2 separate regions of the Anas platyrhynchos genome follow, and region 1 is linked to region 2. The links are chromatin contacts, called in public Hi-C maps. All regions are on one chromosome and are shown on one strand. The core of a region is the stretch at or near the end of the contact, and the rest is flanking DNA. Distances in the headings are between cores, read along the strand shown.

Region 1 (5,739 bases), core at 461-2,960, 140 kb after region 2:
CTTTGAGTTAAGAGCAGTACAAATATCCCCAGCCTGAGGTCATTTTTCATGACAAAAAGGCTAGGTGAGGTGACTGCAGCGATAGCTTTTCCGTAATCTGGACCTCACACGTGTTTCTTCTCCCTGAGCGTGACTTTTGCCAGTTTGTTGGACCTTCCTGGCATTATAAGGGGCTAGCATGGGGGTTTGGAGGGTCTTCAGCAGGAACACAGCTCCCTGCACCCCCACAGCAGCGTCAGGGGCAGGGCTGCTGGCAGACTGACCGGTACACTCGTATTTAGCGCAGGAGATGTCGATGGTGGGCTCCAGCTCGATCTGGGTGATGGCAGACAGCCACGCTCGGACTTCTCCGCTCAGCGCTCGCCTGCGGAGCCAAGCACGAGGTGTAGGGCAGGCTCGGGGCCAGCCCCGGCTCCTACCCGAGGATCCCCAGGCCTTTACCTCAGCGCGGCGACGTGTGGCTCCGGCCGGGCCCCCAGCTCCTCGGACTGTGGCACCCCAAGGACGGGCAGGAGGGAAGCAGTTAGGGCAGCCCTGCTCCCCGACACCCCTGGGGTCCTGCTGGAATCTCCTGGACCCTGCTCCTGGACACCCCTCGGGCCCCAAAACCCCGGTCCCTGCTCCCCAGCCGCCCCAGGCCTTGCTCCTGGAGCCCCTCATCCCCAGACCCCCCGGTCCGTGTCCCCTGCTCCCCAGCCCACTCCCAGACCCCCTCCAACCCACGACCCCTGCTCCACAGACCCCCTCACCCCAGACTCTCCCCCACCGCTCCCTGCTCCCTGGCTCCCACTTCCTGGGCCCCACTAACCCCAGATACCCCCATCCTTTCACCCCAGATGCCCTGATTCCTCGTTCCCTGACCCCAGACACCCCTGATCCCCATCCCCTGACCCCAGACAGCCTCGTTCTCCACTCCCTGACCCCAGATCTCTCCCACTCCCCATCCCTTGACCCCAGAACCCTCCTGTTCCCCACTCCCTAACCCCAGATCTCTCCCACTCCCCATCCCCTGACCCCAAGCCCCCCCCATTCCCCACTCCCTGACCCCAAACACCTCCATTCCCCATCCCCTAACCCCAGATCTCCCCCGATCCCCACTCCCTGACCCCAGACCTCCCCGTTCCCCATTCCCTGACCCCAAACACCCCGGGTCCCCATCCCTATTCCCCAGAACTGCCCGCTCTCCATCCCCTGACCCCAAACACCCCCATTCCCCATCCCCTAACCCCAGACCTCCCCGATCCCCACTCCCTGCCCCCAAACCCCCCCCGTTCCCCATCCCCTGACCCCAAACCCCGCCCCCCCCCCCCCCGCACCTGCCGCACGGAGACGAGGTCGTTGCGGCGCGTTGTGAAGCCGAGGCCCAGCAGCTCATCGCTCAGCTCCGCCGCGAAGGCCGGGCTGCGCAGGAAGCGGGGCAGCACCCCGTGCCGGAACGGCGCCGGCTCCACCGACACCGCCTCTGAGGGGGCACAAACGGCGCTGAGGGGACCGCGGGGGGGGGGGGAACCGGGATTAAAGGGGGTGGGGGGGGCACAACCGGGCTCCTACCGTCCCGCAGCGGCTCCCCGCGGGCCCAAGCCGCCGCCGCCCGCTCCCTCAGCGCCGCATCGCCGAGGGCAGCGCAGAGCTGGGCGCTGGCCGCCCGCCGCCCCCGCTTCTCCTCGCCGCCGCCCCCCGCCGCCGCCGCTCCGCGCCGCTTCGCCCCCATGGCGCCGCCGGGCTGAGGCGGGGACTACAACTCCCAGCGTCCCCCGCGCGCGCGGGAGGACCTCGTCTCTATGGTCGGAAGCGCGGCTCCTGAGGCGGCTTCCGGGTGGTTGATGGCGGACGGCGCTCCCGCCGGCCTGCTGCCCTCGCCGCCATGTCGGTGGTGCCGCCCAACCGCTCGCAGACCGGCTGGCCCCGCGGGGTCAACCAGTTCGGCAATAAGTACATCCAGCAGACCAAGCCGCTCACCCTCGAGAGGACCATCAACCTGTGAGAGCCCCGACAGCGCTCGGCCGGCGTTGGGGGGAGGCTGTGAGGGGCCCTGGGGGGCTGCTGAGGGGCTCTGAGGGGCTTCTGAGAGGTTCTGGGGGTTTCTGAGGGGCTCTGGGTGCAGCAAGGGGGTCTTTCAGGCAGGAGCAGAGGCTCAGGGCAGACCTCATTGCTCTCTGCAACTGCCTGAAGTGAAGCTGTGGGGAGCTGGGGTCGGCCTCTTCTCACAGGTACCCAGTGATGGGAGCAGAGGGAATGGCCTCAATGTGCCCCAGGGGAGGTTCAGGTTGGAAATGAGGAGACATTGCTGCTCAGGAAGGGCGGTCAGGTGTTGGGATGGGTTGCCCAGGGAGGTGGTGGAGTCACTGTGCCTGGGGGTGTTCAGGGAGAGATTGGACGTGGTGCCTGGGGACATGGTTAGTGGGGGACAGCAGTGGTTGGACCAGGTGATCTTAGAGGTCTCTTCCAACCTTTATGCATCTATGGTTCTATGTTTCTAGGGGGTCAGGGAGAGGTGGCACAGAGTGAAGGGTGGCCCCTCTGCCCCTCCTGCAGCTTTCAGGGTGACTCCTGGGAGAGCAGCGGGGCTCTGCTGCCGTTGGGCTCACCCAGCGTGGGCAGCGGCATGTGGTTAGATCTCCCTGCTGCCACTGAGTGAGCCAGGTGTTTTAATTCAACTTCACTTTAGTTGCTACCTGACAAAGTTCATATCTGTGGCAATTAGAGCAATTATTTGTACTTTTATTGCATGAGAAGGCATCTATTTCTGCTGCCTTCTCTGAGTAAACTCTGATGCGTTCTTTGGGGAATACGCCTGTCAAGCTGCAAAGCAGTAAATGTGAACTGCAGTAGTCCATATTCACTGTTAGCCCTTAATCAAACAAATTAGTGTGTATTGCTTGGTACAGCTGGGTTTATTCACAGTTAGAGTCTTATTGCAGAAGTTTAAATGTTAGTTTCAAAGGTTGGGGTATTTTTATGGTGCTTCTGAAGAGAAGAATCAGTAGGAAACTATTACCAACTTTTTGTGTAGAGCACGAGCTAACAGTTGTGAGGTAGGAACTAATGTACCCACACACACGTGGTATAGGGTATTACAGGGAAACACAGCGGGTTATTAGTATGGCTCTCTGGGAATCAAAAAGAAAGGAAATGAATGGAAATGTAGGTGGTTCTAAGTGCAGGGGAGAAGCTTGTTCATGAAGGTATCAGCAGCTAGGAAACGAATTTTGGTTCACTTGTGTGCCTGAGAACGGCTCCAGCAGCTGGAAGTGGCTTGTGATTTCTTTGTTACTTGCATTTAGTTGTACAATAATGCTTTCCTGTTGCCCTCTGTGCCTTCTTGGGCTATTTAATTTCTTAAGTTTTTCTTTCTTCTGATTCTTCTCTCTCTACTTGGTCCCTGTTGCCTATAGAAATCCCTTCAGGGTACTCTGCGTTGTTCCTAGAGGAAGCAGAGGTCCAACACCAAAGCCACCTGCGTGATCTGCTCAAGCTCTTCTTACCCCAGGCCCCCAGCCCTGCCCTTGATGCTCAGCATTCCCCTTCCATGATCCAGGCATCTCATTTTCCCCTTCAAAGCAAAACCTCTTCTAACAGTTCAGTTCTCAGGCTCTTCATCACTCCTGCAGAAACGGGAGCTGTCCCGTGCAGCTTCCATCCTTCCCAGCAGTTCTCTCCCGTCCCTTTCCCATCTCCTCTCAGAGCCTCAGCTGCCTTTGGTCTGCGGTGTGCAGGTCCAAGCGGGCTGCTGGCACGTCTGGAGTTCCCTGCCTGCTTCTGAATCGGCCCCGTAACATCGTGTCCGGTCAGCCTGGCTTCCTGTGCTTGTATCTCCTCGAGCAGATCTTGGTGTCATGTGGGTGCTGCAACTCAGCTTGCCACCTCCCTATGAGAGTGACGGAGTTACCGTTTGCTCAAGCAGGGACTGTTCTGCGTGCTTGTGATTTAAATCCAGCCTTCTTGTCATGCTGTAACCTATTTCTTTTCCTTATAGGTATCCTCTTACCAACTATACCTTTGGTACAAAGGAGCCCCTCTATGAGAAGGACAGCTCAGTGGCAGCTCGTTTTCAACGCATGAGAGAAGAATTTGACAAAATCGGCATGAGGCGGACAGTGGAAGGGGTTCTGATCGTACACGAGCATAGACTGCCCCATGTGCTGTTACTGCAGCTGGGGACGACTTTCTTCAAGCTGTAAGTCTCTGCTTATTGTACCGACCTTCCTAATCAAACCTTAACATCCCAGACCTCTAAATGTGCTTATTAGAAGCTAAAATGTGGCCGGCTCTGTTAGGAGTTCTGAAGGGGATTCATTTGTTGTGAGGACATAATCTGGGAAAAGGTTTTATGGATGAAGAAGTTTTCTTCTGAAATATGTGTGTTTGACTAATGAGCGGGGTCACTTTGGGTTTGGACCAGCTGGAAATCTTAGTTACAGTGCATCAGCAGCCCTGTTTAACGCTCTTATCAGAGACAGCCTTTTGTTCTCACACTGTTAGGAAAGCTGTTATGCTTAAATACCCCTATGGGATGGCTGCAGAAATGGTAAAGTGAAGCTCAGGACATAAACCCTGATAAACACGGAACAGGATCCGTTTACAAAACTGCTGGGTAGGCTGGAGGCAATAAGAAAGGCATTTGAATGTGTGAGGAAAAACGTATCAGTTAGTTTAATAGTTATCGCTACTGGAGTGAAATTTTAGTTTGGATCATACGATTGTGGTGGTGAAGCTTGTTTTCTTGTTTTAAACTGGGTGGACTGGACTTGAGTTATAACCAGTAACACACGCAGTGGATGTTCTTAACGCTTGCGGTGTTTGCTCTCAAGTGAGGGGGAAAAATCTAACTTGGTATCCAGGTGCTTTTTAGACATTTTGATGTGGAATGTGTGTGTGGACTAAGTAGGCTGGACTGACCATTTTTCAGAAAAACTTGTGATGTAAATGTCCTTTTATTCTTTCATTAATCTTGCATTAAATTCAGGGTGGTTCCCCACTTGATTTTTATGCTTCTGTATGCTTCACTAAGGGCTGCTTTTGAGATTAGAACAACTACAGTTGATACTTACAACCTTTTCTTTGATTTCTGATGGTTTTGTATTTCTGTTGAAGTTTTACCTTTTAAATGCTCTGTTCATTAACAAGTGTATTGTCATCCTTTTGTCCCATTGACGTTAAAGTCTTGTGTGCAGTTTTATTTTTCAAAGGGACACGTGGTAGCCCTTTTAGTTTTGGTGAAGGCTATCCTTTTGTCTTAAGCTTTAACAAGGTTAGATGTGGAAGTTCAGGTGCAAGAGCCTTGAGTGAATTCGTAGCTCCCCGCCTGGAAGCATGTCCGAACTTACCTGTGAAAGTCTGTCAATACTGTAACGCGTAAACCTAGCTTTAATCATTGATTATTTTAACAGACCTGGTGGTGAACTCAATCCAGGAGAAGATGAGGTAGAGGGGCTCAAACGCTTAATGACAGAGGTCTGTTTTCTTTCGTTACGTTGCAATTCTGGAATGTTATAGAATGTTGAATTATTCTAGAGTTAGTAGAATAGCCAAAGAATTAAAGTAGTATCCTTATCACTTCTGTTATTCTGATGCCTTTGTGTTTGGTTGTAAAATGTTCTTGGGCAGCTAACAAAGTAAAGCAGTCGGTTCTCGTTCACCTGCATGGTGAGAGGGTGACCGAGCGGTCCAGTGGCAGCCCCCCTACCTACCACTCAAGTCCTGTGCTCGTTTACAGCTTTGCTTTTGGGCTGGCTTCAG
Region 2 (6,249 bases), core at 791-3,290:
ATTCCAGACCGCAGGGGAACTTTTAATGACCACACGTGTTCTAGTGATCCACGCGTAAAACTAGAACTGCTCAGAAGAGAACTTTTCCTCTCTCCTTCTCTCTTGCCTACCTACAGCCACCTCAGCTGCTCAACCAGGATCAACTGAGGTGGAGAGAAGCGTGAGGCTTCAGAGAGAAAGGCTCTTCTGAAAGTTGCAAGCTTATGCAGCTACGCTGTTCTCCAGCTTTCCAGTGGTTAGAGAAAGAAGCGTCACACAATGAGAACTGTTCTCCTCACACGTCACTCGTTCAAGAGTCAAGATTATAGTTATAAGAGATTATTTTGGCCAATCCCCTAAAAAAGGGATCAATCGTAGCAAGAGAGGGGCAGTGGTGCCTCTCCTCTGTCTCCCTAGCTTTGGAGCAGCGGGAGAGGCTCAAGAAGCCACGGGGGAGAGTTGTACACACAAGGTAACTCAGACCAGGCCTCACTGTTTCTACTTCACAAGGGGACCCAACAACAGGAAGGGAAGCCACCAGGGCTCCATGGGACACTCCAGGATGCTTATGAGCATCTCCAAAAAAATCAGCGCCATCAGACTGTAGACCTCCCTGTCTGGAAGACCACCAGCTGCATATGTTTTGCCCATGGTGGGGCTCCAGACTTATAAGATGGATGGGGCAGGAGCAAATCCATCCCCTCCACCAGCCAGAACCAGCACTTCCCAACTTCAGCCCCTTCCCACACACATCTGTGAGGAATGCCATTTATAACACATCCCCTCGGTGAAGGCCCCGGTACCTTGTCAGCTTGCGTGGCCACCGCTGCTTTGGGCTTCTGTCCCACATCGCTAAGGAAGCTGGCCCAAAGCGCGTCCTCTTTCTTTTTCTCTTCTTCTTCCCTGTCTTTTTCTGCCTGCTTCAAGTCGTCCACCTCCTCCTCTTCACTTTCCTGAGCCTTGCCTTCCTCTTTCTCATCGGGCTCTAGCACGAGGCCTCCTTTCTTCCTCTTCCTGGAAGCAGACACCCAAAAAACCGCACTGAGACCCTGCAGCACCACCCCAGACACCAAACTTAGTTGGGCAAAACAATACAGACGCCCCGTATTCTGGCTACAGCACCCTGGGAGGCTTCCCCTAACCTCGGAGGGGGTGAGCTGGTTAATTACAGGCCTGCCCTGATCAGAAATGACAGTAATTAGGTGGAAAACGTGGTGAGAAGCCCTAAATGGGGCTTATAGGGGGGCATACAGTGTGGGCATACAGGTGGATCGTGGAGGAACCTCCAGGTGAGGAGGCCTTAAATATGCCTTATATGTATGGTTTTAGGATGCCCAGATGAAAAACTGCTTAATTAAGGGCATTATTAACGGATCTAATCAGCCCCTGGTGAGGGTCCCGAGGCTTCCCACCCTTTTAACCCCCAGCCCCGAGCCATAACACGCACCAAAACGAGGCATTTCTCCTCACCGAGCATCCTTCCAACCACAAACCCTCGCGGAGCACCGCACAGCGCCAAAAACAAGCCAAATTTCGGTGAATTCCCCGTCACGGCCGCGTCCCTACCTGGCTGCGGGCCGGCGGGGGCTGCTCCTGCCGCGGGCTGCCCGGGGCCGCGCCTCCTCCTCCTCCTCCAGCAGCTCGCCGCCCTCATCCTCGCTGTACTCCGCGCCTGCGGGCACAACCGGCAACGCACCGCGCTCGTTAGGCCCCCCGGCGATTAATTAAGCTCCCCGGTGATTAATTAAGCTCCCCTAACCAGCCCCGGCCCGGCGGGAGGCTCACCCGAGGGCACGTAGTCCTCGTCCTCGGCCGAGCTGTACGCCTCCTCCTCACAGCCCGACATGGAGCCGCCGGTAACCACCGAGAGCCGCCGCCGCCGCCAGAGCGCCGCCCCCGCCGCCGCCGCCGCCCTCCAGCGCCCCCTAGAGGGGAGGACCCCGCTGTCCGCCCTGGAGGGAAGCCCGGCCCGCAGCCCCTCCGCTTCCGGGTGGCGCCCCGCAGCCGTTGCCATGGCAGCGCGGTGCTGGTTGGTGGATGGAGGTGCCTGTCAGCGCGCTGCGCTCTCCTATTGGTCGAGGCGGGGGGAGGAGGGAGGGGCTGGTGAAGCGATGGAGGGCGGCGAGGCGAGCGGCGGGCTGCTGCAGCAGATCCTCAGCCTGCGCTTGGTGCCGCGCTCCGGTAACGGCACCGCCGCCTACTCCAACCCGCTGGCGGCCTTCTCAGGTACGGACACAACCGAGAACGGGGCTGGGAGCCGGGCCCGGCCTTCCCGGGGGGCCGCTGGAGGCCGCTGGGCCTACCTCGGGCCTAGCCCGGGCCTGCCCGGCCCCGCCATGACGCGCCGTCCCCCCGCAGAGATGTGGTACGGGGTGTTCCTCTGGGCGCTCGTCTCCTCGCTCTCCTTCCACGTCCCCGCCGCCCTGCTCGCCCTCTTCACGCTGCGGCGCCACAAGTACGGCCGCTTCATGTCGCTGGGCCTGCTGCTGATGGGCATCGTGGGACCCATCACCGCCGGCATCCTCACCAGTACGGCACCGGCCGCTTTGGGCAAAAAACACCCAGGTTTGGGGGCTGTGTAAAAAATGGGCCGTGTCTGTGGGCTGGCTCATCGTGGTTTGGAGCCAGAGGCTGCCCCCAGACAGCTCAGCACCTCACGGGGGGCTTGGCAGAGCTCTGCCAATGCTTTTCTCCATTAATCCCCGTTGCCAGCCACATTCGTTGCCTGGTGGATAAGATTTATCACATATCCAGCCCGCTGGGCTGTAGCCCCCTCCCCGTGGCACAGCCGTGTGTTTTCCACGCCACGCAGTAACCTTTCTGCTTTCTCCCCCTCTCCGCAGGTGCTGCCATCGCAGGAGTTTACAGAGCCGCAGGGAAAAACATGATTCCCTTCGAAGCCCTCATTTTAGGCGTGGGTCAGACGTTCTGTGTGGTGGTGGTTTCGTTCCTACGGATTTTAGCCACTCTCTAGCTTTCTTTCGGATGTTAGCGCTTGAAAATGGAAGGGACTCCAAAGACCTGCCCCACTCCTGGGCTCTGTGAATCGAGTAACAAGGGAGCGCAACTCGAGGGGTGCCTCAGTGTGCGCTTCCTCCCCTGCTCGAGGCCGTGTGAAGGCTTTCTGCCTCCAGGCTGGTGGCAGAGCCTGATCTGAAGGGCTATGTGCCACAAACGTGCACTGGAGAACGTGCTTTCTGTAACTTCTGTTGCTCGTGTGCCACCGTAACGGCTGGGCTAGCTCCCCCTGGCACTGCTCAACCTGTGCCACCGATCCGGAGCAAACAGCTGCAAGCAACGCCCAGCTGCTTCCTGGCTAAAATGTTCCACTAAAGGGGTCCCTGGTCTGCTTTAGAAATTAAGATGAGATTTAATTTTGTTACATTTTCGTAACACTAAGTGCCAAGTGAAACTTTATTTCCCTGGGGGAGGCTCAGCTACCTTCTCCAGGTGACAAATTGTGGCAGCAGCAGAGCATAACTGAACAGCAGCCACGCCTGCTGTGGTGTCTTCAGCGCTCAGTTAATGCTTTGACCTCTTGCTGCTTTGTTTGCAGTGAGCCAAAAGCTCTTTTAGTGAGAAATTTCCTTTATTGTTTTTCTTCTGGCCCTATCTTTGCTCATGGTGAAGTTGGGGAGCAGCAAAAGGAAAAATCATAGCTGAGAATGAAACCTTGTGGCCGAGAGCTGTGAACATGCCTCGGGGCAAGGGAAATGGTGTGAAAGTTGTGATTCTAATCAATTTTATTACTGTGAAGCTCTTCAGACACTGGACGTCCTGCCCGGGAGCTGCACCCCGCTGCCCGCAGCAGCAATCCCAGGGCACATGTGAGCGTGCACGGTTGTTTCTCGGGCTTTGGAGGAGATCTGTGTTCCTGAACTCATCCTGATTTCACCTGCTGAACGTGCTCACGTCGGTGTGGGAGAATTGGACATCTTCACTGGCGTGCAAGCATAATTTTAGATGCCCCTCAACCCCTACTGGCCGAGGTGCACTCCCTCCTAACACACTGGTTTAGCTTTAAGTGGCTTTTCATTAATTCTTCATCTGCCCCTTGCCTGGAGGCGTGCTGTGCGCTCAGGGCACTCAGGTGTGCTCTCTGGGGGGTGGTTTTTGGGGCCGTGGGGAGGCTGGGGCTGAATCCTGAGGCTTTTGCTGCGTGGAGTAGCCAGCCCCAGGGCTTTGCTGGGGTCCCTGCTGTTTTGTGGCTGCTGCCATCATCTGGGTTGCAGCAGGGAGGCACCATCCGTGTCCGGCCTTCCAGGCCACGCTTCCCACCTGGGTTGTTTCTGAACTCGTTGGGTTTCCAGAGCAGCTCGCCCTCCGTGTCTAATCCCCCCCGTACGGCCAGTGGTGTTCCACAAAGGTGATGAAACAGCCCTGAACGGGATCACGTGCATCATGAAAAAGAAATTCTCTCGCTGTGATATGACTTCTCTTGATCAGTCCTCTGGCAGCGGATGGAGAAAGTTGTTTTTCAGGAGCTTGAAGGAGAATACGCTCAATTTTAGCCTGTGTTAATCCAGGGAATAAAGCTGTGAATTTTAAGAGCTGAATGCAAATCCTTCTCCTTGGCTGGGTGGGGTCTGAGCCCTGGGGCTCTGGTGGGGCCTCTCCCCTCTGTGCTTCCAGCCCCTGCCCCAAATGAGAAGCAGGAGTAACGAGTGAGCTGCTTGGATCTCCTGCCCCTTCCTGCTGCTTATTTCAAATCACCACGCACAGCTTGTGCCTGGAGCACCTGGTTTAACTCACTGACCCGTCCTGTCCTTTCCCAGATGGATTAGAAGTGCTGGGGCTGGACGGGGCGGGTCTGGCCGTACCATCCTGCTGGTGCCCTGAGCCTACTCCCCTCATTCTGGAGAACAAATGGGAAAAAAAAAAATCACTGGGACAGACAGAAAACCCCCTGTTGTCTGCCTGCTGAAGTCTCCCAGGGTCTGGTTTGTGTGTTTGCAGCTTGGGCACCACCTGGCAGCTGTGTGGCTGTCCCAGCGATGCTGCTCTGTGCCTGGGTGCTGTGAAATTTGCAGGGAATTCATGTAAAGAAGAGGGGAAGGGTTGGCTGCTGCCTTCTCTTGGTGGGTTTAAGCAGTGGGGGCGAGCTTTGAGTCCCTTTGGTCATCGTGGAGCACAACAGGAACCTTGGCATCCCCAGCTGCCCGCCTGCAATAAAACCAGACCCAAACAGCGGTGTAGATTCGAGCTGAAGCACCAGGGCAGTCTGAATGCAGGTTCCTCCCTCTCATCACATTATTTCATTGTCCCCTTCGCCTTCCTTCAAGCAGAGGAGTCTCTTGAGTCTTCAGCAGGTGGTGGGTGGCTCCGCTCGGCCAGAAGGGTTTGGGAAGGCTGGGGTTTGGAAATGCTGTTCTTCTGGGCTGGGTAAGTGCCCCACGACTGCTTGGGAGAAGAAAATTCCCGATACACCACAACACGAGCTTGCCAAAAGCTGTAAAGAGCTTGAAAATAAAATGGAAATGCCAAGAGCCCAGCAGGGAACTCCATGCAGAGAAACCTTCCTCCCGGAGAGTTTTATTTTTCTGCTGGCACTCCTGATCCTGGCAGTGATGATCAGTAAACGCTGTAACGAGCGAGGTGAACGGAGTCGTGTGTTTGTTCGGCAGGAGGGTGGGGTGGTGAGAAGGTTGGTGTTGATTTTGGGAAGCCACGCTCCTTTTTGCCTGGTGCAGGGCTGGTTTCTCCTGTCCAGGGCTGTCTGCCCCAGGGCTGGCAGGTTCCTTGCTCTCTGCAGCCCCATGGGGTGGTTCTCGGTTGGGGAAGGTGGCTTTGATGGGGACAACATCTGCATGATGGGGTGTGCATTATTTTATGGCTACGTACAGCCTATAAAGATCACCAAAACGAGCTTTTCTAAGAGCACAGCAGCAGTGTGCATTAGGGATTCCCCAAATCACCCCGCTGCTGCCACCAATGCATGCTCCTTCCTCCCCCAACCCCCTTCCCAGTTGCCCAGCTCACAACTGGCCTGAGACAACGATGCGGCGGGGGCTTCACTGGCAGTAGAAGGTGAGGACATTCTCCTGGTTTCCCCTGGTCAGGACAATGGGGGGCCTCAGGTCCCGCGAGAGGCTCTCGAGCCAGGCCATGTAGAGGGAGCTGGGGCAGCGCCCCTTCCTGCCCACAGGCAGCGTGCTGCGGGACGGGGCCGCCTCAGCGAGGGCACGGCCTCCTCCGGCACCGATTTGCAGCTTTTTTCCCTTAAAAAAAGCTCCTCTCCCTCCAGGACCAAATCTCTTGGTGCTGCCCCAT

Evidence for each region. Hi-C and Micro-C count contacts between places; a contact is called where the count stands out from the background.
Region 1: a contact with region 2 is called in a Hi-C map of liver, with 2.1 times the contacts expected there. The contact joins the promoter of OGFOD1 here to the promoter of TMEM170A in region 2. A contact is called at or near these places in 3 of 8 Hi-C or Micro-C datasets (liver, skeletal muscle and subcutaneous adipose tissue).

Annotation. Positions count from the first base shown.
Region 1 is chr12:13,212,301-13,218,039 of IASCAAS_PekinDuck_T2T, forward strand. It overlaps OGFOD1 (2-oxoglutarate and iron dependent oxygenase domain containing 1), which reads right to left and starts at 1,711. Exons shown (of 13, transcript XM_027466648.3): 1 at 1,552-1,711; 2 at 1,317-1,462; 3 at 442-488; 4 at 264-364. The coding sequence starts at 1,711. It overlaps NUDT21 (nudix hydrolase 21), which reads left to right and starts at 1,771. Exons shown (of 7, transcript XM_027466649.3): 1 at 1,771-1,980; 2 at 3,977-4,177; 3 at 5,391-5,454. The coding sequence starts at 1,865.
Region 2 is chr12:13,074,707-13,080,955 of IASCAAS_PekinDuck_T2T, forward strand. TMEM170A (transmembrane protein 170A) reads left to right here and starts at 2,041. Exons shown (of 3, transcript XM_027465749.3): 1 at 2,041-2,205; 2 at 2,338-2,544; 3 at 2,823-4,615. The coding sequence starts at 2,091. The coding sequence ends at 2,953. CFDP1 (craniofacial development protein 1) reads right to left here and starts at 1,923. Exons shown (of 7, transcript XM_027465748.3): 1 at 1,765-1,923; 2 at 1,546-1,651; 3 at 783-993. The coding sequence starts at 1,825. SLC12A3 (solute carrier family 12 member 3) reads right to left here. Exons shown (of 17, transcript XM_072043997.1): 17 at 5,112-6,132. The coding sequence ends at 5,991.